Linked DNA regions of Mus musculus: all the other regions are linked to region 1. The links are chromatin contacts, called in public Hi-C and promoter capture Hi-C maps. All regions are on one chromosome and are shown on one strand. The core of a region is the stretch at or near the end of the contact, and the rest is flanking DNA. Distances in the headings are between cores, read along the strand shown.

Region 1 (4,066 bases), core at 896-3,395:
TATCACCAAAAAGGTGCCCGTACATGTGTGTGTGTGTGTCTGTGTGTGTGTGTGTCTGTCTGTGTCTGCGTGTGACCTATGTGGACAGTTTTCAAGACTCATTTCTTTCTTTCCAAACTTAAGGGACCAAAATCAAGTCATCAGGCTTGGTTGCTAGTGCTTTTACCTACTGAGCTATCTCCATGGCCTAGGAGGCAAAGTTTGTTGTAAACAGCCCAAATATCCTTCAATGGACAAACTCTTAAAATGTGAATGTTAATAAAGGGTACCAGGGGGAATCTTTGAGCTGTTGTGTTGGTCATAGGAAACTCACAGGTGATACAATTGTGTAGAACTTATATATTCAGACTCAGAAATGGATGCTTGTGAAGTTGATGAAATTTGAATGAGCTTTTCAGATTGGACAAGTGCCACTATCTTGGTTTTGATATAGTTATATAAGGTTACTATTGGGAGAAAACTTGAGAAGTACTTAGAAAGATGCATGGGACCCCTTTGAATTTTTATGACTGTGGAATTTTTATTATTTTTTTTATTGTTTTATTTTTTGGTTTTCTGAGATAGGGTTTCTCTGTGTAGCCCTGGCTGTCCTGGAACTCACTCTGTAGACCAGGCTGGCCTCGAACTCAGAAATCTGCCTGCCTCTGCCTCCCAAGTGCTGGGATTAAAGGCGTGTGCCACCACTGCCCACATGAATTTTTATTTTTAAATAATTCAACTGTAACAGTAATTGTGGACTAAATATTTTACCACTCATAGACTTACATAAAATAAAGTAGAATCATATCTACAATATGAAAAACAGACAAAATACAAGAGCTCACATTTCTGTTTAAACCTAGAAATATAAGTGAAAATAACTATATTAATTCATCATAATTGTGAATGATGCATTTTCAATTCTAGCAAGGTAAATTAAAAAAAGTTGTTTTCAAGCATCTGTATTTCAAAGGTCCAGGAACCAGTAGTAAATTATGTACACTTGTTTTATATATTACTACTATACATCATGTCTCCCTTATTTATTTGACGCTATTGTCTTCCATAATTGTGACAATGGCTAAGCAAAACAAAAAGTTGCAGGGCAGATGACCAGGGAGCTGGAACGCAGGGGCATAGAATAGACCAAAGCAGGCATTCATGGTGAACTTTTTCTTGTTTGTTTGTGTTTCTCTGTATAACCCTGGCTGTAGTGGAACTCGCTCTGTACACCAGTTTTACATTCTCTATCCAACCCTCTCTGTCTGTCTCAGCCCTAGTTTAAAGTTTTTTTTCCAAATAATTCTGATAGGCCTACCTAAACTATCCAAGACGGCGACCCCTACTTTTAAGTCAACCGATCTTTAATTATAGTACCAAAATATCTCCCCAGGAACACCTGGACGAGGGTTTGAATAACTGGGAGCTGTAGGCTAAGTCGACATCAGAAAAAAAGAAAAAGAAATCAAGAAGTCCCACCCCATCATAAAGCATTTTTGCTCACAACTGGATTAATGTGTTGTCAATTGCCTCCTGGCTTTTATTATTTATCCATGCTTCAAGTCTAAACGTCAGAAATAATGGTCGTCTTAGAGTTTAGGGACGAATTGCACTCGTAGAACTTTACAATCGAGTCAGGAGGGTGGGAAAGCTCAGGCTGGACTTTGCCGGAGCAGGAGCCAGTGCACCTCGCTGGCCCAAGCGCCTAGCAGGGCTGGGACGCCTCAGGGCAGCAGCGCGCGCAGCAGGAGGGGAGGAGAACCCACCTGAAGCGCCGCGCCGCGCGTGCGGGAGCTTGAGGTGGGTGGAGCCTCGAAGCCGGTGGCGCTCGTGACGGCGCCCAGCCCGCCAGAAGATCGCGCGGCGAGCAGACGGCGGGGAGTCAGCCGGGTAGGGCGAGCGCAGCCGGCGGGGGTGGGGGGAGGTGGGGGGGGGTGGGGCGGGGAGTTGCAGTGATGAGGAAGGAAAGGGAAGAGGCGGAGCGTGGGAGCGCACAGTGTCAGGAATACAATAGTGCTCCGCGCCGCCTCGGCTGCCGCCGCCGCCCAGCAGCCTGTCCAGAGCTGAGGCCTGAAGGGCCAGGCGGCCAGGGCCGGGGGCGGGAGCAGAGCGCTAGGGGGCGGCCCCCTCGGCTCCTCGGAAGGCCCGGCCAGGAGGGCGGGGTGAGATTAGGGGGCAGGTGCGAGGGAGGGAAGAGAAGAAAGCAGGCGGCTAGGGGGCGGTTACCACCCTAGCCAGACTCGCCCGGCACGTTGAGGGGGCCCTCAGTGTGCGGCGAGGAAGGAGCGGAGCGAGACGCTGCGCCGGAGGTAGGCGCTCTCGAGGGTGGCCTCGGCACCAGCGAGGTTGTGGGCGTAGTGCGGGTTTAGTGGCGGGAGTGGCGGCCTCGAGGAGTGGGACGCGAGCGGCGTGGAGCTTGGGGTCCCGGCCTTGCCACCCTCGGGGTCGCTCCAGCTCCACGTAGCGGTTGCCCCGGGGTCCCCCCGAGAGCCCCGGAACACAGAGCGTGTGTGGGCTGAGGTAAAGTGCCCAGTCGCCCCGCTGCTGGTGGCGCGCTGTGCCCGGTGGCCCGGGCGGGGGGTTGGGGGGGGGCGCGCGGACACGGACACACGAGCTGGGCTACAGCCTCCCGGACACCTCCGGAGGCGTTGAGCGCCATAACTGTGGCGGCCGTTCCCTTCGGAGTCCCCTCCGGGTGCCCCTTTCCGTGCTTGTCCTGTGCTATCAGGGACTCTTGGGGCCAGACCTCGGGGCTAGAGGGCATGCTCTTTCTGCTGCCTGTGGCTGCCGGGTCCGAGCAGCGAGAGGGCGCACCCTGGCTGTTTGAGCCTTGCGGAGCGGGAAGATACTGAGGGTCCGGAGAGGGCAAGACGGGCAGTGTGGGGAGCAACCAGGCACTCTGAGAGCTGAAATGCCAACCTAGTGGGAGTGCGGGTGCCCTTCCGTCCTCGAACTTTCCTTTCTCCAGTCATTGTTAGGACGCAGTGAGTGTTCGAAGCCCGCAATCGCCCTGAGGTCTAGGGGTGGGAAAATCGCCAGGGATATGCCAATTAAGGGGAGATTTTTCTGCCACCGGGCATAGTTGTTAACTTTTCTCCAGCTCCTCTGAGGGAGCCACATCGATTTTATTTTATTTTATTTTTTTAATCCTCCCAGCCTTTTCCTCCTGCTTTTCGGAGCAGAGTTTTGGTGGAATTGGGCTTTAAATTACACAGGGCAAACAGCGTTCATTATTTGTAAGGAAGAAAGTGGGGTGGGAAGAAAGTGTGGGGGGGGGGGACTCTTTAGTGAGTGTCCTTAATGGTGGCATGTGAAGATACACTTAAGAGTTTATCTCTTTGCAGCCCTAGGACATACGTACCTTGTAGGGCTTTCACAAGAAACTTGTTTGACCACTCCACTGGCGTTGAGTCACAAGGAAAGATGTGCACAAGGGTCGACCAACCCCGCCTTGTGAGATGCACTTAACTGTAAGGCTGAGGATGAGAACCTCACCCTCCACCCGCCACAGTTTGATTGTATAAGAAATAAAAACCATGGTGACAGAGATTTCAGTGTCCTAGAGGAAAAGGTGACCTCATTCCCTGCGTTCAGTCAGATAAAGATAACTGCTCCTCTCAAAACTCTGAAAAGTAATGAAAAACAAAATAGGTAGAAACTGGTTGCACAACCTCGTTGCCTAGTGCACCTAACCAGAATCTTCTTTCCCAGAGTGCTTCTCTTAAATACCTTGCCTGCAGCCATTTCTCCTCAGCCTGGAGGGTGGAGAGTGGGGGTGGAGAGCAGAGCACAGCAGAGTCCACTTGAACAAAGCATTGTATTTTACTTAGTTTAATATTTCTATAACATCTGTAATGGTAGGAATATAGAGCCTAGCCTTTGTACCCTTTAAATAGTGTGGCTCTTACATATTATCTGATGATTCTGGATAAGTAAAAATAGATTTTTTTCTTTTTTTGTTTAACCTTAAGAGTGTTCTACTTCCATAACTAACATTTTCTTTTTTTATTTTAGATGAGCTCTGACTTCAAATACTTGAGTTATTAGAGGATAAACTCTCCCGTCAAGGATTACAGAAGTTGGGAGG
Region 2 (4,066 bases), core at 1,082-3,581, 500 kb after region 1:
CCCTGGAAAGAGGAGACTGAGGGTGACTCATACAGCTGATGCTCAGTACGTGTTGACTGGCTTAAATAGACCAACGATATTTCGCTGCATGGACTTAAGGTTGGGAAGAGAGGATTCTCAGGGGTTACTAAAGGGGATGGGAAAGGGTAAATCTTATATACTGGGTCCTGGGTTAATGAAGGAAAGCCTTTAGAGGGCAGGCTTCACGGCTGGGGCAGGTTCTCCTAGGGATAATGAAAGGAGATGTACGTCCTATAAACAACAGGTACTGCATAGGTGCTGGCTACATTCACTGCAGGAAACTGTATCCGAGGAGCAAGCATAAACACACAAATCTCCATAAATGCTCATGGGGGTCACTGGAGGAAAGGGTCTTTGGAGGAAAGTTATCAGACTGGAGTACAGGGTGGATGAGAAATTAGTGTTCACTGAATTTATTCACAAATGACCTTTGATGAGGAAGGCTAGGAATTATTTGATAAATGCCCTCTTGGAGGAAAAGCCCCGAATGGAAAGGGGAAGGGAATGCAGAAACTTGATCTAGGCAAGCACAACTCTCCTTTTATCCAAGAAAGATGTTTGTGGAGAAGGCCTATGTAGACCAAGTGTTCCATAAATGCTCTAAAGAAGGGTGAAACAAAAAAGCCTTTGGCAAAAGTGACCCAAATGGTGCCCACAGCAACTGCTAGATGTTTGAGTATTGGATTAACTCTTATCACAGACCTTTGTGGAGAGGTCTTTGGCTGGGTCATGTAAAAGGTGCTCAGTATATGGTGATGGAAGCCCCTAAAGGACAAATCATTAGATAGAGGATTGGGAGTGGGGTATATAGCTGACATTCAACAGACACTTGCTGAAAGGAAAGGATCTTTTGACAAGGCTCTCATTTTAGGGAACTAATCAATATTGAATGGATCCACCAAAGACCTTTGGAAAAGTGTCTGGAGAACAGGAGATTCAGAAAGCACTCAATAAATGTCTTGTAGAGTCATTATAGGAAAAGGTCATTGAGGAGAGACTGGTAATGAGTCACACATAGAAAGCTTGAAAACCCTCACAGAATTCATGCTTGGAAAATGATTTGTTTGAGGCAGGTTTAGGAATAGTACATGTTAAGCATTTAATGCCTCTTAGATCCTTCAGAGAAAATGGGTCCCTTCAGAGCACGTACCTGGACTTGGCATTCAGTCAAGGTTCATAGGATCCATTAGAGTCAGAGCTTGTGATGAGAAAATGAGGTGGAATACACAACAGACACATTCAATCACTGCTTACAGACAAGTTTGAAAGGTCTTTGATGAGGGCTCTGGGGTGGGACATATAGCATCAATTGGATACACGTTCACAAGATCCATTAGAGAGATGGCCTTTGGGCAAGGGGTGAGGGTAACTGCGTGAATCAGGCTCTCAAAACATGCTCAAGGAAGTCCTTAGAGCCAAAGACTTCCAGGGAAGGGCTCTGCAGTGAGGTATAATGCAGGTGCTAATGCTTACAAGACTCATTAGGGAATGAGACCTTCCAGGCAAGAGCTGGACAGAGGAGGTAGGGCACATTTGGCCCTTGAAAGCTTTCTGCATATATTGAAGCCAAAAGCTTTTGGGAATGAGTAATAAGAAGAGGCAACAGATAATTGCTCCTTGTACCCATTTTAGTTTGGGGGAGGTAAAAGTGGGGCTTAAAGGGAGAGCTGAGCACAAATCATTAAAAGGAAGGAACTGGGCGAGGGGGCCAGATATCAGGCGCACAAGTGGCGCTCGATAATAGCTCATTCACTGTAGAAACATCTGGGTACCCAGGCCCTCGAGGAGGCGCAACAGCGGCTTACCAGTCGGTGTGCGGTTCGTCGATGACCAGCAGCACCCTGGCGGCGGCGCCCCCGCGGCCTGCGCCCCCAGAGCCACCGCCCACCTGCTCGCTGAAGGTGGCGGCTGCGGCTGCTGTGGTTTGCTTGACCGCGTTAGACAGCGACGAGAAGAAGCCGCCGCCCCCCGAGGACCCAGGACTAGGGGCTGCTGGAGAAGCCACTGGAGCAGCTGTGGAGGCCCTCTCGGCAGAGGCTGTCGCGGAGCCGGGCGTGGCCCCAGGGCTGGCGGCCGAGGGAGGCGGCGGGGGCGGTTGCGGGCGCTGCAGGTCTGTCATGTACCCATTCGGCAGATTGGCCATGAAGTTGCTGTCCGACAGGCGGCGCCGCAGGTAGTTCATGGTGGCGGCGTGGGGCAGGGGATCCAAGGGGCAGTGGGTCTGTGGGCCGCGGGGGCGGAGCGCGAGGGGCTCAGGAGCACGGCGGTGCTCTCTGGCACGACGCGACTCCTCTGCTGCCCGCTGCAGACTGAGGCAGCGCCGAGGCTCTGCCGCCGCAGAGCGTATGGTCGCGCCCGCACCTCCCTATCTTGCACCTCTCGTGGTGCGGTCCGACTGGACTCACGGCAGCATGGACGCGACCAAGGCGGCGAGGAAGGGGAGTTTGGGGAGGGCTAGTGAGTGACGTCAGTCAGCCTTTGGTGCTGGGGAGGTGGTGGTGCGCGCCGGCAGCGGAGGCGAAGGCTCTGACCGCGGTGCTGAATCCGACAGTGCGCATGCGCCGCGCCGCAACCTCTTCCCCTCCCCCTCTGATGGGGGCGGGGGATGCGCAATTTGGGGAGTGGGGGTGGGGTTCTTGTCCTGAGGGTCCGGACCTGTAGTAACGAAACTCCCTCCCACGATCCTACCCTGTTTACCAACCTCTTCCTATTCCTTAGGCTAACTTGCACTTACACACTCTTGCCCTTCCCAGATACTTGGGTTTCCAGTGTTGATTTTCACCTTTGAAGGCATTTTGGGGATAGAAGCACACTCAGAGGGGAACATAAATGTAGAAATTCTCCTTCCTGCAGTGTTCCCGGGGAGACATCTCCTATAACAACTCTGTCGGGCAAAGAAAAGAGCACGGGGGTGGCGTAAACATCACCAGACAGGCGGAGGTGGACACTTGGGTAGTTAACATATCCTTGCCCTTGGTGGTGAGAATCTGAAAGAACACATGGAATAACACAAATAGAAAAGGAAGGAAAGACAGAATATATATGTACATCACAGAACACACAGGCATCCAGGTATATATGTAGACACAGAAGCTCAGGGTAACACACATGAGCATATTGAGCACACATTACACATTCAGATAACACTTTGACTCACACCCAGAGAATCTCACACAAGTGCACACATCTAGGAAAAACACAGACTCCCAGATGAGCAAGGAAACTCTGGGTATGCAATGCAGAAGCATTTCCTGCAGCGCTAGCTCTGATGTGTTTTCAGCCTCCTCCACATGCACATATTTAGTCTACATGGCCTCATTCCTCTGCTCCGGACATAGCCCAAACCCAGTGTCATTAGTGTTCATGGATGTCTTCCTCTTTGCAGACAGGAAGCCACATAATACTTTCATGTGGAAAAATAAAGTAATTTTGGTGGTCTGAATAAGAAGGCTCATATATTTGAATGCTTAGTCACCAGGGACTGGTGCTGTTTGGAAAGATTAAAAGGATTAGAATGTGTGGCCTTGTTGGAGAAAGCACGTCACTGGGGTGGGTTTTGGGGGTTCAAAAGTCCATGCCAAGCCCAGAGCCAGCCAGCCAGCCAGCCAGCCAGCCAGTCAGTCTGTCTGTCTGTCTGTCTGTCTGTCTGTCTGTGTCTGTTGTCTGTGGATCAGCATATAGCTCTCAGCTATGGCTCCAGCATCAAGCCTGTGTCTGCCACAACACTCCTGATTATGGTAATAATTTACTCATCTCTGAAACTGTAAGAAAGCTCCCAATTAAATGTTTTTTTTTTTTTAATGAGAACTGCCTTGGTGATGGTACCTCTTCACAGCAATAGACCTAAAACAGTAATTCAGGCAGTAATAAGATGTAGAAGCCATTATGTCAACTTGTAAGAGTCTGGCTATAACAAAATTGCAAATGCATAGTTATTTGTTTAAATGTACCTTGGCTTATCCAACAATCTGATCTACAGATAATATTTCTACTTTGCAAATTAGGAATTAGGAGAATTTATGAACTTCAAATAATCTCCCAAGAA
Region 3 (4,066 bases), core at 1,057-3,556, 440 kb after region 1:
TGTGGGTGCATCTAAGTGTGTGCCTGCCATATGTGCATACAGGGGCCTTGGGACTTCCTGGGGAGCTTTAGCCTGCTATCTTGGCCTTTATTCTTCCCAAGGCCATTAAAAAATCCCAGGTAGGTACTGTCTTACTGGGCCTCAGTTTCCAGAGGGAAATAATCAAGCTCTCGCACTTAATACTCTGGGTATCATCAGGTATTTACACATGACAGCAGATCACTATGGGAACCTCACACCTATCCAGTTTAGCAGATAGTCACAGGCTAAACATCCCTCTGTAATGTCCACCCCACTCCATTTCAAACCTGTACAATAATCTGAATCCTTAATGTAAACAGCTGGCAAAACTGTGCTGACTCAGGTTTCATAGTTAAAGAGCTGTCGTCAGAAGCTGGCTCATAGAAGAGGCGAGACAGGACTTTCCCTGTCTTTACGTCTCCTCAGTCCTGCCGCCTAGTTACTCAGCCCCCTGTCTCACTTTCTCCTCACTTTCACAATCAGATGGTTGAAAATTTTGGTCTCCTTCCCTTTCTCCTTTTCTCTGTACCTCCTCCCACCACCACAGTAATTTCTTCACCATCTTTCCTGGACAGGCCATTTGATTCCTTTCTGTCTCTGTTTTCTTACTAAATAGTAAAAATATGAATCATACCTCACAGATATGTTGGGAAGAATAAGTCAATTATTTCAGAGAAAAGAAAATCTTAGTATACACATATAGTAAACCTGAATCTTCAAAGAGTTGGTTACTATTATTGTTGTTATTGATTTAATACCTCTTCATTAAATAACATTAAGGAACAAGGAGGACAATGGCAAACAAACAAACAAAATTTCTGAGCTGGCAATATGGCCCATCAGATAAAGGTGCTTGCTGCCTCCATGCCTGATAACCTGAGTTTGAGCCCTAGAACCCACAGGGAAGGAGAGGATTGGCCCCTGCAAGTTGTCCTTTAAGCAATGCAAGCATGTCATGGCACAAACACACACACACACACACACACACACACACACACACACACACACACACACACACACACACACAGTGTAAAAAAAAACCTTTTAAAACAGTGTATTGTACATAGTACCCTGTTGAGTGCTGGCAGGAGGTTTTTGTGTCCTGTGGTTTCTGAACCAATTTACCTAAGTTAATAAAATTGAATTAGCTAAAGTAAATTTACATAATAACCTTAGTAATGATGTACAGTAAGCATTCAGTAAGTAGCTGTGATCACCACTACCATATTCTCTCTGTCTCTCTCTCTATCTCTGTCACAGGTTCTCACTATGTATCGCTGGCTGTCCTGGAACTCACTGTATAGACTATGTACCCTCTAATTCTCTGGATCAGCTTGCCTGCTGCGATTACAACCATTGTCATTATTATTGGTCTTTCCTCCCTATATTAATTGAAGATGCTAATCAGTCCATAGAACCCTTCCACAGGACCCCAGGGAATACTCCTGCATCATCAGGAAGCTGGTGGGCAGCAGTTGCCTCATCCCATCCCCACAAGGGGTGTGGGCTGGTTGGTGGGGGAAGGGGCAGGGCAGGATGGAGTAGGGATGGTTTTTCTACTGACTCACTAACTTCTTTTACCATCAGTCACCACCACCACCACCACCCATGCTCACCACACCATTCCCTGCTTGTCAAGATTGTGTCCTGCCTGAGTTAGGACTCCAGGGTCAGGAAGCCTAGGTTTAAATCCCTGTTTTGTCCTGTGACACTAACAAAGATCTTTACTTCAGTTATTTGCCTGTTTGGTCTTGTTTCTGTTTAAGACAGGGTCTCTTGTAGCTGATGATATCTTCAAATAGCCTCACCGGTGTGTGCAGCCACAGCAAGGTTTGGGGTACCTAGGCTCTGTCTGCAAGCAGCCTCGGTTCCCTCCCAGTTCTGCCAGACTCAACTGCTATCTTGGATAAGTCATAGACTTATCCAGTGTATCAATTTCCCCACTATGTATTTGTGCCTCTTCTCCCATGTCATGTCCCTCAACTGCTTTTCTAGTTTGTCACCCTCTGACACCCCTCACCAGAATTTCAGATCCACAGGAATGCCTTTCTTGTGAGATTGTTACATAGTAGATGAAAGGCGTGAGAAAGAAGTTATTGGCTTCAGCCACAGGAAGTTTGGGGAATATGGGAAACCTGAGAGGCACAAAGCTTTAGGCGCTCTCTCTTCTGCCCTTCAAGGCCGCCAGGAAGGACTGTGCATGACGTGGAGCTGGGGGAAGGGGGCGCAGTGGGCTGGCTGGCAGAGGAGGGAGTATCTTTGGGTTTATCCTGGGGCCCGCCCCTAGGCTTTGACTCCAGCGGTGGGTGGATGAGTAATGCGTCCAGGAAGCCTGGAGGCAGTGATTTCCCCGCCAACTCCGCCCTTCGCATGGACATTTATTCTCCACTGTGCAGCCCCTGCCGCCATCATCGCAGATCGGGGCTCCTAGAGACACACCAGAGGTAAGTGGGAGCCGGGTGTCCTGGCAGAACTGGGGCTTGCCTGGAGCCTGTGTTGGTGCGGCTCATGCAGCCCTTGCCAGACTAACTGCTCACGTGGCTTGCAGGTATCAGGATCCCTAGTTAGCTAAAGAGGAATATAACGGGAGAGGGCCTGGAATGATCGTCCCAAGCTGGACTCTCCAGACTCCTTCATGCCTTTGCTAAGTGCTCCAAACCCACAAGCCTTTAATACCTTGAAGACTTCCCAACTTGCCTGTCCCTCAATCCTTATGGTTCCTGGTAACTCCCCTGTTCTCTTTGCCATGTCTGGTTCATGGAACTTCAACAGTTCTTCTGCCTACAAATTCCTCAAGCATTACCATTGTCGTAAACCTCCAAATTCCCCAAGACCCTTAACCCCCATTTTCTCCAGCTCCCTAAAACCCCAAACCTGTTCTAACCCCCCAATATCTCTGAAATCCTCAGCCCATTATATTTTAATAGCCCTAATTCCTCATTATATTTCTCCAGTTTCCCAAACTCCAAATTCATCACTACACAAATGTCAGATTTTCCCAATTCTGTTAAATTCTCAACGTTCTCCGCTCCCTTATTCACCAACTGCCACAACTCCATTCTCTAACCTAAAGAGGTCCCAAATCTCCCTAGGACCAATGGCCATGTAAGCCGTTGGTCTGGGAACCTATTAACACCTACTCTTTACCAGCAGATACCATGATGGCCCCCTTTGCATCTCTGGCATCTGGCATCCTCTTGTTGCTATCACTGATAGCTTCCAGTAAGGCCTGTAGCTGTGCCCCACCCCACCCACAGACAGCCTTCTGCAACTCGGACCTGGGTGAGTCTGGCCCCCTTTCTGTCCCTCTTAATCCAATAGGGTTCATTATGGCAGTTGTCTCTAGGACAGTTCTACTTACCCTTCCATACATCTGCTTTTGCCACACTGACATCCTTGGGCCTAAGCCTACCTTTGTGCTGGCTGCTCCCAGTACTATGTACATGCTTTTCTGTAGTTATCTACATGGGTGGCTGCCTTAAAAGTCATCTTACTGAGGTGCTTGCCTACTTTTATTTAATTTTAAATTTAATGCCAGCCACATAGTACTCCTGAACCTTTGTTACATATGCTGTTAATGGCACTTCTTAGGACACAGGCAGGCAGACTTCATTCAGGACCATGACAATTAGAATTTGCCAAGAGATGGGGGTGGTGGGGGGAGATAGATTAACTCTCAACATTACATGGGCAAATGGAACTCAATGGCCAAGGAACAGTTTGGGAGTTGGTGAATGGGAAACCATTGAGAAGAAATATCAAAGGCAAGAGGATTCAGGCTAAATCCATTAAAAAGATTATTTTTATTTATGTGTATGTTTGTGTGTATTCCATGTGTGGTGTGTAGGTGCCTGTGGGTCCTCAAGGCATCAAATCCCCTGGAGCTGGAGTTATGAATGGTTGTGAGCTACCCTATGTGGATTCTGGGAACTAAACTTGGGACCTCAAAGAGCAGCAAGTGCTCTTAACCATTAAGTCATCTCTCTAGCCTATCAGCTTACTTTTTGTTTTTGAGACTAGGTCTCACTATATAACCCAGGCTGGC
Region 4 (4,066 bases), core at 516-3,015, 420 kb after region 1:
TTTAGTTCCTGGTTTTTTTTCCTTCTTTTAAACTTAGGTCTAGGAAATTCATCTATGCTGTTCTATAGTTGTGATTGCTGAGTGTTCTATTATGTGACGTTGTCATAGTTCATGGTCTATTCTTTTGTTGGATACCAAGGCTGTTTCTAGTATTTTTTTGTTTTTAGTTTTTACATTTCCTAATATGAATAAAGCTAATCTGAATATGTGCATACATGTTTTAGTGTGGATATGTAATGGGCTGTGGTTGGCTCACCATAGCCAATTTAGGGCCTTTCTTAATTCTGGTTCAGTGATGTCATATTGGTAGTTTGAAACATCCACTGTAGGAATCTTTATACCACAACTGACAAATGTTACAAATTACAATTGTTTTCTTTTTGAAAAGCTGGTTGTTAACATTTACCAGCATACCATGTGGGTATATGTTTTCATTTCTCTAGAGTAAACACTTAGAAATGATGTTGTTGGATTCATGATTGATTGATTTTCAAATTATTTCTTGTCCTGTTTTTGCAAAGAACTTAAAGAAAGAAATCTTATCTTTTTATAGAACCAACAGACTCAGCCCATTACATACAGGTTCTCAAAATAACTACTAGCTCGTTTTGAAGTAAGAAAACGTGACGGTACCATTTGGGACACAGAGTTTCTCTTAAATTCATCTAGTAGTCAGGGTGGCCATCTGTTACTTAACTATATCCAAAGGAAAACCAAGACTCATATCTTAGAAGAAAGAAGGAACAACTTTGAGCTGGACACATAGAGGAAGTTTGCATCAGACAGGGAGATAGGGGTGTTGTTACATTTGAAAGAGATGGTTTCAAGGCCTTTAGGAAAATTTTCTGTGGTTGTAAAACTGGCAAGAGACTGCCATACTCTTTGGGGAGGGGCAGGGTGCTGAGAATTTAACTCAGGGCTTTGTGGTTCATTCTCTTGTTGAGCTACAACCCTAGAACTAAGCTTTTAAGGAAGATTTATCTATCTATCTATCTATCTATCTATCTCCAATAGACAGAGAAAATAAAAGTTTTCTGAAGGAAATGCTCCAAAAAAAGAATGTAGGTACATACACATGTGTGTGTCTGTGCCTTTTCTTATTCTGATGCCTGGGTAAATTCAGTTTAAGAATTATATTCATCCTAAAATATGTCCACAAATGGCTGCCACAGGATTGCATTCCAGAACAACACTCCCTTCTTCACCTAGCCAGCTGTGGTCTGTCTTTCAAATTCCTCAACCCCTTTCCTCCCTCCCTAGAGCCAGACCTCCAGCACGGATCCGCTAATTAGCAAAAGTTATGACTACAGTTTCTTAGAGCTGGTAAATACTGAACATCATTTAGTCTGAGTCCACCCTGTTTTAAAGACCATCAAATTAAGATATATGAATAGTCCTTTAAAATGTGCTTTACACTACTGGCCAAATTGCATTTAAGGGTTTCTCTTGCTCAGATCAGTCTTAAATGGCCAGAAAATACAAAACTGAAATGGAGTCGTGCCTCTGACACGCACACCAAAAAAAGACAAGCTTCTTTATTCTATAGCACGGTTAGGGTTAAAGTCCTTAAAACGCAGTAGTCGCCCTGACTGCGCCTGCGCGCCAATCAGGACAGGCGAATTTGCCCTAGAGACAGCCATTTGAGCCCACCCCTCCTAATCCGGAACACGACCCACATTCCGCTGGCCCTGTCTTGATGGGCATGATCATCCTCCAATAAGAATGGAGAGACGAGTCACAGCGAGCCAATAGCAAAAAGCCTAGGGACGGTGGCGGTGGACTGAGAGGAAACAAGAAGACAAGCCCAAGATGGAGGCGGTGGTGGTGGTAGCGGTGTGACAGGTGAGGGCAGGCCCGGTAGGGTTCGGGTTTTGGAGCGGCTGCGGGACCCGGGTATGAAGTCCAGACCGAAAGCTCAGCTCCAAGATGCTTCCGTCTGAATCTCAGCGTTCTCCCGCCCGGAACCAAAGGAGTGGTTTGACCAGGGCGAGACCGTCGTCATCGACCGTGGGAGTGGATGGAGGAGTCGGCCTGCAGGCTGCAGTGGTGGTTTCGCTTGCTGCGCGTGGCAGTGCACCTGCACAGAGCTTGAAGCCCTTGGGGAGGGCGGGACGGAGCCAAATTGGGTCTGGGGTCTGGGGCTTGGGTGCGAAATTCCAAGGTGAATTCTTAAACCCCTTAAAATGTCTAATGACGTTTCCTCACGACGTCCAGGAGATGCAGCTCTCTCCCATGGTTCCTTATTGCCCTTCATATTCTACGCCACCTAGGAAGATGTCTGACGATTACCTCATTATCCCTAGTTCACCCTAATCCCTTTCCATGATTTCACAGTGCGTTTACACCAGTAATCTGTTTGTGACCCCCAGTAGTTATCAGGTACAGTTTTTGGAAACCCTTCCCCCAACCTCACCTCCATCTTCTTCATCTGGATACCATTGTCTTCCTTTGCCTTTCCTCTTGATAGTGTTTTCTGATGAGCCATCATTGCCACTGCATTTGATTTAGTGTGTAATGTGGTCTGTTATCCAGCTGTTTTTCACAGTCTGTAGTGACTCTTATTACATCTCTCTTTAGTCTAGGGTATGGCGAACCTCTGTGGACTCTAGAGGGTCTGGTGACCTCTATTAGCTACCTGACAGTACCTTTGATTCTACCATTAGCCTTATAGCTTATGCTCTGGAATACCCACAGTGCCTTTTAAGGTCATTGGTACTGTCTTCATTTCCTTCAATCTAAAAACAAGGTCTGATGATCCTCCATTTTCCTGTCCCCTGTCTGTGTCTGATTACCCATTCTCTGAAGCTAAGACAGCCTGTTTATTTCCATTGTGTGCCTGAGACCTGTGATTTTTCAGTGCAGTACATAATGGCTTCCCCATTAATCTCTAGAGAGTCATGTGTTCTGCACTGTCCAGAACCGTGTGCACTGTCTCCTCACTGCAGTGAGTCTCAGATCTTGGTACTCAACTATGACATAAGCAATAGGAGATTCTCAGCAGAGAAGGGTTAGTATCATTGGGCTGGTTCATAAAAAGTGGGATTTAGGGAACAGTGGGAACTTGGAGATGGAATTTTATATGTCCTCTGCCACTCTGCTTTCAGGCTGTCATTACTAGACCTCTGAATTTCTCCTCTGTCCTCTGCTAGGAGGCCTATGGCAGCTGCCCAGTCCTACCTCAGCCCATCTTGAAAACAATCTTAGGCAACATGGAACCACCACGAGGCCCTCCTGTTAGTGGGGCTGAGCCATCTCGGGCAGTTGGCACTGTCAAAGTGTACCTGCCTAACAAGCAACGCACAGTGGTGAGTCACTCAGGCAGTACTGGCAGGGGTTCCAGATAGTCGTAGTGTGGGATCAGAAGGGTGGCGAGGGTTAGGGAATGAATGCTGCAGAGGGAAGGAATAATTGGCTAGGGTACCTATTGGATACTGAAGACCCCAATCTCTACACACACACACACACAGGTGACTGTCCGGGAAGGCATGAGTGTCTATGACTCTTTGGACAAGGCCCTGAAGGTGCGGGGTCTCAACCAGGACTGCTGTGTGGTCTACAGGCTCATCAAAGGGTAAGTATGGAAACCCCATGCCATTCACTGGGTCCCTACACACCTCCTTTCTTCAGTGCCATCTTATTCCTCCTCATTTGTCTTGGAGTCTTCCACTATCTGAGGTAACCCAGGTGACATCTTTCGTTTCCCTTCATTGACCATTGGAAGGTCTGCAATTCACTATGCACTCAGCCCTCAAGTCCTCAGTCTGTCACCTTCCAGAGTTCATCTGTTTTGTTCTTTCACCATTTCTTGAAGTCACAAGCTCTTTCTTTTCTCATGGTCCCCATACACCATGGAGTTGGTGGTCTTCATTGACCTTTCTATTCTTTGTTTGTTTGTTTGTTTGTTTTGTTTGTTTTTTTTTTTTTTTTTTTTTGAGACAGGGTTTCTCTGTATAGCCCTGGCTGTCCTGGAACTCACTTTGTAGACCAGGCTGGCCTCGAACTCAGAAATCCACTTGCCTCTGCCTCCCGAGTGCTGGGATTAAAGGTGTGCGCCACCACGCCTGCC
Region 5 (4,066 bases), core at 950-3,449, 370 kb before region 1:
CTCAGATGCTCCAATCTCCTCTCATAGATGCAGATGTTTCTACTGGACCTGCTCTTTCCTATCTATCCACAGATGGCTCCACAGACCCTAGATAGCAAGGAAACAGCCAACTCTCCTAAGGCAGGACCACATCCCATTACCCATTTTCTTAGGTTTCCTAGAGACATGTCACCTCAGAGTCAGCAGGAAGTAGCTAAGGATCACAATGATGACCCTATTCCTGCTCCACCATCGCCTTTTTCAAAATTTTCCTTTTTTAATTAAACCAAAACAGGGTAATGTTGGCATTTAGTCTAGGCTCTGCCCCACAGTTACCAGGAAATATCCAGGTGTGCCTGACTCATTATAAAAGGAGCTACTTGCCCCATCCTCTCTCTTTCTCTCCTGCCCTTGCTAACCCTTACCCTCTTTTCCCTCTCTCCCCATTCCCCTCCCCCCTTCCACATGCTCACGACCAGTCTCTACTCGTCTCTTCTCTTGCTCTGCCTTTCTCTGTCTCTACTACCCTCTCAGCTACCCTCCCCATGCCGTGAATAAACTCTATTCTATACTATACCATTGTACAGCTGGTACCTCAGTGGAGGAAGGGATATCTCACTATGGGCCCACAGAGGCACACAACTATCTATCAACTGAGCTGTGACTCCAGGTCCCTCTCCCATCTCAGAGTTAGTGTTGGAAGATAAAGCCAAAAGGGACAGTTGGAGGAGGATAATTGTAATTTTATTGTCTCCATTACTGGGCTTGAGGTTTTTATAACTAACAACAGAAGTTATTTACATTCTGCTCAGCCATATATTTCTCCCCAAGTGAGCCCAGAGCAACCTTTTTTGCTTAAAAAGGGAAAAGGAAAAATATAATGGAAGCTATTAATTTTATGTTGCAAAATAGTATCCTTGCTACAAAGGAGATTAATACATAAGTGAGTGAATGTTACTGATGGAAAATGAAGAGGTTCAACATGGTTTCTTCTGACAAAAAAGTAGCAAGTAATGACACTGTTGGGAAAGGAGTGCAGTGGTACCCCTGGTTGGAGAAGAGCAGAGAATTTTGAATAGTCCTAGAGGCTTGAGATTTGGAATTGACAGGATGTCTGAGGTTAATGGTGTTAAATTTCTCTTGGTGTAAACATGTCCTTTATGGAATGTTTTGCAATTGTGTTTGTGGGTTTGGGAAAGAATGGCTTTTCTAGGGGAGTAATGAATGACAGAAGGCAAGGAAGTTTAGTTTATTGCCATGAGTGTTATTAAAATAATGGCACAGGACCAGTAAGATGGCTCAGTGAGAGCACTTGCCTAGAGCTGATCCTAGCAACCTGAGTTCAATCGCCAGTCTCCAGGACATGCAAGATGAGAGAAGAGAACCAACTCCCTCATGTTGTCCTCTGACCTCCATACATGTGCACACACAGGCACACAGGCACGCACGCACACACACACACACACACACACACACACACACACGAATATAATTTGAGAGAGAGAGAGAGAGAGAGAGAATTGCCCATAGTCTTTTAGATGAACACGAAGATTTGAGAAAAATGTAAAGGGAGTGGGCAAGGTGGATCAGAAATAAAGAATATATATACAAGTGGCTGGAAAGTGTGAGAATTGTGGGCAAGAAACAATGATTGACAAATACAAAATAAATAGTTTTCATATATAAGGAATACAAGAGAAGGGCTGGAGAATTAGTTCAGTGATTAAGACCACTTACTGGAGACCCAAGTTTGGTTTGAAACACCTATAGCTCTGATTACACCCATCTGCAACTCTTGTTTCTGGTGATCCAGTGCCCTCTTCTGGATTCTGCTGGGACCAAAACAGGAAGAAAAAAAGTGTCATTCTCCAGGTGGGGAATCATGTCCAGTCACTGGATGCCTTCTGTACACATTGTGACTCTCCCTTGCCTGAAGTTGGTTGGTTAGCAAACTTAAATTCGTTTTGAAGGAGTTAGGGAAAGGTGGAGTACACTCAGTGCACCCCAGAGGGTGTCCCTGCCCTGTGGCAGCCCTGTCCAGCTCTAGCCCGGCGTTGAGCAAACCCAGGAGCAGAGCGTAAGTGGGCGGGGAGAAGTTTCGGGTACCATGGGCAGGGCCTGCAGCTGCTGAACCGGCCAATGAGCGCTCTCAAGAGGCTGAGCCAAGAAGGAGGCTGAGTGTGCCGCCACCACTGCCTCCCAAGTTTCCTGTAGTGGATACACCGCCCGGCTGCTCCACTCCGCTCCACCCAACATTGAGGGAGACCCGAAGAGGCCGGAGCCGAGGACTTTGGGCTGGGTTTTCTGGACAGAACCAGCAGGCGCCTACTCTGCTCTGGGTGGGGAGAGTGAGGATTCGGTGAACTATGAAGGGCCGGCGGCGGCGGCGCCGAGAGTATTGCAAGTTCACGCTGCTCTTGGCGCTGTACACGCTTTTGCTACTTCTTGTCCCCTCTGTACTGGACAGCCACAGCGAGCAGGACAAGGGCAGGAACTGCCCCGGCCTGCAGCGCAGCTTGGGTGTGTGGAGCCTGGAGGCGGCGGCGGCCGGGGAACGTGAGCAGGGCGCTGAGGTGCGGTCCCTGGCCGAAGGAAACCCGGATCGATCCCCCGGGTCCCCCGGCAACCTCAGCGCCGTCGGTGAGGCGGTGACCCAGGAAAAGCAACACATCTATGTGCATGCCACCTGGCGCACCGGCTCGTCCTTCTTGGGCGAACTCTTCAACCAGCACCCGGACGTTTTCTACTTGTACGAGCCCATGTGGCATCTGTGGCAGGCACTGTATCCGGGCGACGCGGAGAGCCTGCAGGGCGCACTAAGAGACATGCTGCGCTCCCTCTTCCGCTGTGATTTCTCTGTGCTGCGCCTGTACGCGCAGCCTGGGGACCCTGGGGAGCGAGCACCGGACTCGGCCAACCTCACCACGGCCATGCTTTTCCGCTGGCGGACCAACAAGGTCATCTGCTCGCCGCCTCTGTGCCCCGCCGCGCCCCGGGCACGCGCGGACGTGGGACTCGTCGAGGACAAAGCCTGCGAAAGTACCTGCCCGCCCGTTTCGCTCCGCGCCCTGGAGGCCGAGTGCCGCAAGTACCCGGTGGTGGTCATCAAAGACGTGCGGCTACTGGACCTGGGAGTGCTGGTCCCTCTGCTGCGTGACCCAGGCCTCAACCTAAAGGTGGTGCAACTCTTCCGAGACCCTCGGGCCGTGCACAACTCGCGCCTCAAGTCGAGGCAGGGACTGCTGCGCGAAAGCATCCAGGTGCTGCGCACGCGCCAGAGGGGCGACCACTTCCACCGGGTGCTGCTGGCGCATGGAGTGGATGCCCGTCCGGGAGGCCAGGCCCGGGCTCTGCCCTCGGCGCCACGCGCTGATTTCTTCTTAACCAGCGCGCTTGAGGTGATCTGTGAAGCGTGGCTTCGCGACCTGCTATTCACCCGCGGCGCGCCCGCCTGGCTGAGGCGTCGCTACCTGCGGCTGCGTTATGAGGACCTGGTGTGGCAGCCCCAAGCCCAGCTGCGCCGCCTGCTGCGCTTCTCTGGGTTGCGGACACTCGCCGCGCTTGATGCCTTCGCATTCAATATGACGCGGGGCTCGGCCTACGGCGCCGATCGTCCCTTCCACTTGTCTGCGCGGGACGCCCGAGAGGCTGTGCACGCCTGGCGCGAACGTCTGAGCCAAGAGCAGGTGCGCCAAGTGGAAACCGCCTGCGCCCCTGCCATGCGTCTGCTTGCCTACCCTCGAAGTGGGGACGAACGCGACAGGAAGACCGTCAGGGAAGGGGAGACACCACTGGAGACCAAGGCCAATTGGGCTGTGTAATACCCTGATCCCTGAACCCTGCCCCGGGGCGTATTCAGGTAAAGTGACACAGTATAAGGAACAGTATTTGGGGAGGGGGAATCCTGAAACAACCAGCGGGGTTCGGGGAGGGGAGTTGAAGGGTGGTTAGAGGGGTCAATGCTGTCCTGAATCACAAGCTATCAGATCACATCCAAGATCATGTCTTGTTTGATAGATTTGAGGTGCTTCAGTGAGTTCGTTCCTTACCTTCTCAGAGGAGGTCTTGGAAGTGAGAGAAGTTGTGT
Region 6 (4,066 bases), core at 664-3,163, 260 kb after region 1:
AAAAAACCACAACAACTAAAGAAGGAACTGGAGATACAGTGTGAACCACTTGATGTGTATGCTGAGAACCAAACTCTGGGGAGCAGCAAATGTCTGTAACCACTGAGCCATTTCTCCAGACCCAATCCCATTCATTTATTTTTTTCATTGTTTAAAAGTTGATCAATGAGCCTGGCACAAATGCAAATGGGCTGGAGATGTAGCTCAGTTGGTAGAATGCAAATAAAACCAGGTGTGTGGCACATGCCTATAACACCAGCACTTGGGTGGTGGATGCAGGAAGAATCCAGACTTCAATATCATTCTTGACTACACTGAATTCAAGATGAGACTGGGCTGCAAAAGACTGTCTGAAAACAGAACAACAAAATGTTGACCAGGTCTGGGTATTATTAGCTCAGCATGGAAGCACACACAAGGCTGGGAATAGACTTTAACAATGCAAATAAACATCAAATTTTAAAAGCCCCCCTTTCAAAAGGCATAAAGCCAAGTGGGGATTTGGAATAATGGAACTGCACCAGAAAGAAATAAGTGTAGATATGGGGCAAGTGAATTCCAGGCACAACAACAGCGAGTATGAAGTCTCAGAGACACAAATGCCTGCTATATTCAAGAACTAGGATATTCTCCTGTTGTGAGAGGAAAGGAGATTAAGTCTGTTAAATGATAGACCCGATGTCTATCCTAGCAAGGACGACTTTCATGGCTGAAGAAGTACTTGCCAATCAATGGCCCTTGCTTGAAAATCGTGACTGGGAAAGAAGGCCAACCAAAGGAAGCCCAGAAGAGGCAAGGAAATTCCTGGGGCCAGTGTAAGAAGTCTCAGGAAGTCTGCAGAACTGTTTGGGATAGATACGGGAAATCGTGTCATTTTCTACAGAGAAGAATGAGAGGTATGCCTGGCAATGTTGGCCGTGTAACAGAACCTAGTTAAGTAAGACTGTAGAGGACAAGATGAGGTAATTGAAAGGTGTAAAGAAAGCCTAATTAGAGGAGCTTGTACGCGAATATTAGAGTGAGGCAGCAAGAAGCTCCGCCCAAGCCAAAGTTCCAAACCTGCGCCTTAGTGGAGTCTGCCCCCTCTAAAAAGGCCTTTCCTTCTCAGCCTAGGTTTCACCACACCAAGAAGCTGCAGGAGAATGTGGGAATGGTTAAAGGAGGGAACCGGCTGACTGAGTGGCCTTTGGACCAATTATCTTACGGGATATTCAGCGATCTCCTGAGAAGCGCTCAGAACAAAAAGGCGAGCCCGAAAACCAATAAAAAACCGTACAGAGGAGGAGGCAAGCTGAAGAGAAAGCTAGATCATGCTTCTTCAGCTTTGCCACGCCCTTCATTCTTGCTCAGCCCTGACGCAGGGAGCAAATTTGATTGGCTGAGCGTCAGCTTTTTCAAAAGGGTGGGGCCACATACGTTTCACAGTGGGTAACAAACTAGTGGTAGAGGGTGGGTGGCAGGGCGGGGCTAGATTGTCCTAGCTAAGGTGGTAATCCAGGCCACCTCTCCTAGAAAGTCATTTCCAGCCTTTAAATTCTTGCCTCCCGAGGCACCACAAAGGACTGGAACTGCTTCGCTCACCTGTTCTTTTTCTCCTTGCAAAAGTCCCGTTTACCACCATGGGGATGTACCAAATGAGACTGTAGGGAAAGAAGGTGGTGACTGGCACGCCTGGCTACTGGCTGCTGCTCACCTCGATGCTAGTAAATTTCTAGCAAGATCAAAACTATTAACCCCTCTCTAAATCCCCCTGGCGCCGTTCCAGGGCCAACGCCACATTCCCTGCTGGGCACGCAATGGCCGCACCCCCTCCCGCTGCAGAAGGCTCTTTTGGTACACGCAGTCCGAGGTGAGTCTCCTCCTTCCTGCTTCACACCCCACCCCCAGCGTGTGCGTGCGCATGCGCGGAGCGCGGCGCGCGCGGCTGTTGGGCCGCTGGCTGGGGGGCTCTGGGATATGCTGCGTCTCCGCTAGCTGTCTGCTGTGAGTCACGAGCCGCCGTGAACACCCGGATTCCAGCGGGCGCTTGCGAGCACGGGGGCATCGCCCGCAGTGGCCAAGCTCATGGCCGGCTGAGCGGGACGCCGCCGCCGCCTCAGCCGCCGCCGCCGCCGCCGCCTCTTCCTCCTCAGCCGGCGGCGGCCCGGGCCCAGCAGCCATGGCCGAAGACTACTGGGACGGGCGCCTGCGGCGAACTGGAGGAAAAGGAGGTCGCGCGGCCTCATCCCGGGCCGCCGCCCCAGGCGCCACCGCGCCGGCCCCGCGGCTCTGAGGTTACTCGCGCGCCCCCTCCGGTGAGCGTGTCCTCGATACTTAGGGTGGGGGCTGCTCTTCCTAGAGAGCCAGCCGGACCCTAGGCAGTGCTGGAACAAGACCAAGGGGTTCTGGGCAGCTTGTCTGTCAGGTGCCCCCTCCCCCTCGAGTTTCCCAGAATGCACTGGGGGGTCATTTGGGGCCTCCCTGACCTTGGCCCCGCCCTGGGCCCCTGTCCTGGGAGCTGAGGATGGGAAGTGCTGTGGATGCTAAGTGGGAGAAGGGTGATTAAAGGACTAGCGTTATGGGAATGGATTGATACAGTGAGATTCTCGGAGTTGCTAAAGGGCTAGGAACATGTAATAAAAAGCCTTACGACTTCAGGCCCAGTGTGCTTATGGAAAGGGGTTGCAGGACCATGAGGGACGTGATGGGGTATAACAGGGTTTGAAGTAAAGACAGTTCCAAAACATTCTAGTGGAAGTTGGAGCTACAGAGAGGCCCAGTGTAAATGGAGAAAGGGTGGTAGAGGTACTACCAGAAGGTGTGCTGATAGACGCATAGTTCCGAGTGTGTGGTGATGAGGGTCAGGATAGTGTTAATACTGTGTTTATCCACGGAGTTGAGGGTGGCAGCTTCTCTGGGTCCAGGGTGTGCTCATAGAGGAGGTAATGGAGGGTCCTGGAGATGAGGGTATGTAGATGTAATAAAGGTAGGGTGAGATCAGTATATGCCAGTGAAGGCAGAGCTTTTGAAGGACCTGAGAGTGTGTGTAATGGGAGAGGATGGGGAAAGGCCTGTACTACTGGGTTTTAGGTGTGTGCGTACATGTGTACGGGAGATTGTCAGTAAAGGAAGTATAAAGAGCTTTGCACACTAAGGGTCAAGATGAGGTGTGAGTGGATGTCCATAAAGGCTTCCAGAAAGCGTGGGGGCAATACTATATATGAAGTTCTAGAGCACTGGTTCTCAACTTAGAGGTCGAATGTCAAATATCCTGCATATCAGACATTTACATGATAATTCATCACAGCAAAAGTACAGTTATGAAGTAGCAACAAAAAGAACTTTATGGTTGGGGGACACCACAACATGAGGAACTGTAGTAAAGGGTCACAGCATTGGGAAGGTTGAGAACCACTGTTGTAAAGGCTGCTGCTGTGGGGTTAGATAGATACAGACACTTAAATGTATGCACGCTATTAGGGGAAGAGCACAAAGTAAAATATGCTGATGTACATCAAAACGCCTTTTTTCTCTCCATGGGCCACTGAAGTGTGCTGATTTGAGGAGTGCTTCAGAAGTAGAGTTTTTTTGGGGGTGAGGGGTGGAGAATCTAGTGGATAATGAAAGGAACAGAGCTATGAAGGAAATCAATTGTGAACCAGAGAAATGGTGGTAGGAGTGGTTGGTTGAAGCAGGGAATAGGAGTAGGTACTGGTGTGCCAAAGTGAATTGGAGTCATGAACTGAGATGTATGTTATTAGGGGTCAGGGTCAAATGGAGGAGCTGCATTCACTAATGAGAGTCAGTCTGATACAGAATAGTGCATTTCTCCCTGGAGAATAGGGCTAAGGAAGGGTTCAAGGTGTGCTGATAGAGTTAGGACTGTCAGGGTCAAGATACAATGAAGATTAATCTTGTGCTGAGGGAAGGAACTGTGCACTGGAAGTACAAGAATGTATGTTAACAGCTGGGCGTGGTGGCACACGCCTTTAATCCCAGCACTCGGGAGGCAGAGGCAGGCGGATTTCTGAGTTTGAGGCCAGCCTGGTCTACAGAGTGAGTTCCAGGACAGCCAGGGCTACACAGA

The links. Promoter capture Hi-C pulls out the DNA fragments that hold promoters and counts their contacts. A called contact is a pair of places that touch in the nucleus more often than the background predicts. Capture Hi-C pulls out chosen DNA fragments and counts their contacts.
Region 2: a contact with region 1 is called in a promoter capture Hi-C map of the SN4741 cell line, with 4 times the contacts expected there. The contact joins the promoter of Syn1 here to the promoter of Jade3 in region 1. A contact is called at or near these places in 4 of 39 promoter capture datasets (the SN4741 cell line, hematopoietic stem and progenitor cells and liver).
Region 3: a promoter capture Hi-C map of cranial neural crest shows a contact between it and region 1. The contact joins the promoter of Timp1 here to the promoter of Jade3 in region 1. A contact is called at or near these places in 2 of 39 promoter capture datasets (cranial neural crest and liver).
Region 4: a contact with region 1 is called in a Hi-C map of CD8 T cells, with 7 times the contacts expected there. The contact joins the promoter of Araf here to the promoter of Jade3 in region 1. A contact is called at or near these places in 1 of 484 Hi-C or Micro-C datasets (CD8 T cells), 1 of 115 datasets of contacts at active chromatin or transcription factors (memory CD8 T cells) and 1 of 9 other capture datasets (adipose tissue).
Region 5: a contact with region 1 is called in a promoter capture Hi-C map of pre-B cells. The contact joins the promoter of Chst7 here to the promoter of Jade3 in region 1. A contact is called at or near these places in 6 of 39 promoter capture datasets (the C10 cell line, cranial neural crest, hippocampal neurons and 2 more), 1 of 484 Hi-C or Micro-C datasets (embryonic stem cells), 2 of 115 datasets of contacts at active chromatin or transcription factors (astrocytes and neural progenitor cells) and 1 of 9 other capture datasets (adipose tissue).
Region 6: a contact with region 1 is called in a promoter capture Hi-C map of liver. The contact joins the promoter of Cdk16 here to the promoter of Jade3 in region 1. A contact is called at or near these places in 2 of 39 promoter capture datasets (erythroid cells and liver), 1 of 115 datasets of contacts at active chromatin or transcription factors (effector CD8 T cells) and 1 of 9 other capture datasets (liver).

Annotation. Positions count from the first base shown.
Region 1 is chrX:20,423,543-20,427,608 of GRCm38.p6, forward strand. It overlaps Jade3 (jade family PHD finger 3), which reads left to right and starts at 2,146. Exons shown (of 13, transcript NM_199317.2): 1 at 2,146-2,288.
Region 2 is chrX:20,918,587-20,922,652 of GRCm38.p6, forward strand. It overlaps Syn1 (synapsin I), which reads right to left and starts at 2,332. Exons shown (of 13, transcript NM_013680.4): 1 at 1,827-2,332. The coding sequence starts at 2,203.
Region 3 is chrX:20,867,860-20,871,925 of GRCm38.p6, forward strand. It overlaps Timp1 (tissue inhibitor of metalloproteinase 1), which reads left to right and starts at 2,307. Exons shown (of 6, transcript NM_011593.2): 1 at 2,307-2,465; 2 at 3,175-3,303. The coding sequence starts at 3,180. The region is part of intron 5 of Syn1 (synapsin I); the gene reads right to left.
Region 4 is chrX:20,846,778-20,850,843 of GRCm38.p6, forward strand. It overlaps Araf (Araf proto-oncogene, serine/threonine kinase), which reads left to right and starts at 1,766. Exons shown (of 16, transcript NM_009703.2): 1 at 1,766-1,842; 2 at 3,150-3,305; 3 at 3,468-3,571. The coding sequence starts at 3,210.
Region 5 is chrX:20,057,371-20,061,436 of GRCm38.p6, forward strand. Chst7 (carbohydrate (N-acetylglucosamino) sulfotransferase 7) reads left to right here and starts at 2,200. Exons shown (of 2, transcript NM_021715.1): 1 at 2,200-3,838. The coding sequence starts at 2,346. The coding sequence ends at 3,800.
Region 6 is chrX:20,686,513-20,690,578 of GRCm38.p6, forward strand. Cdk16 (cyclin-dependent kinase 16) reads left to right here and starts at 1,914. Exons shown (of 16, transcript NM_011049.5): 1 at 1,914-2,294.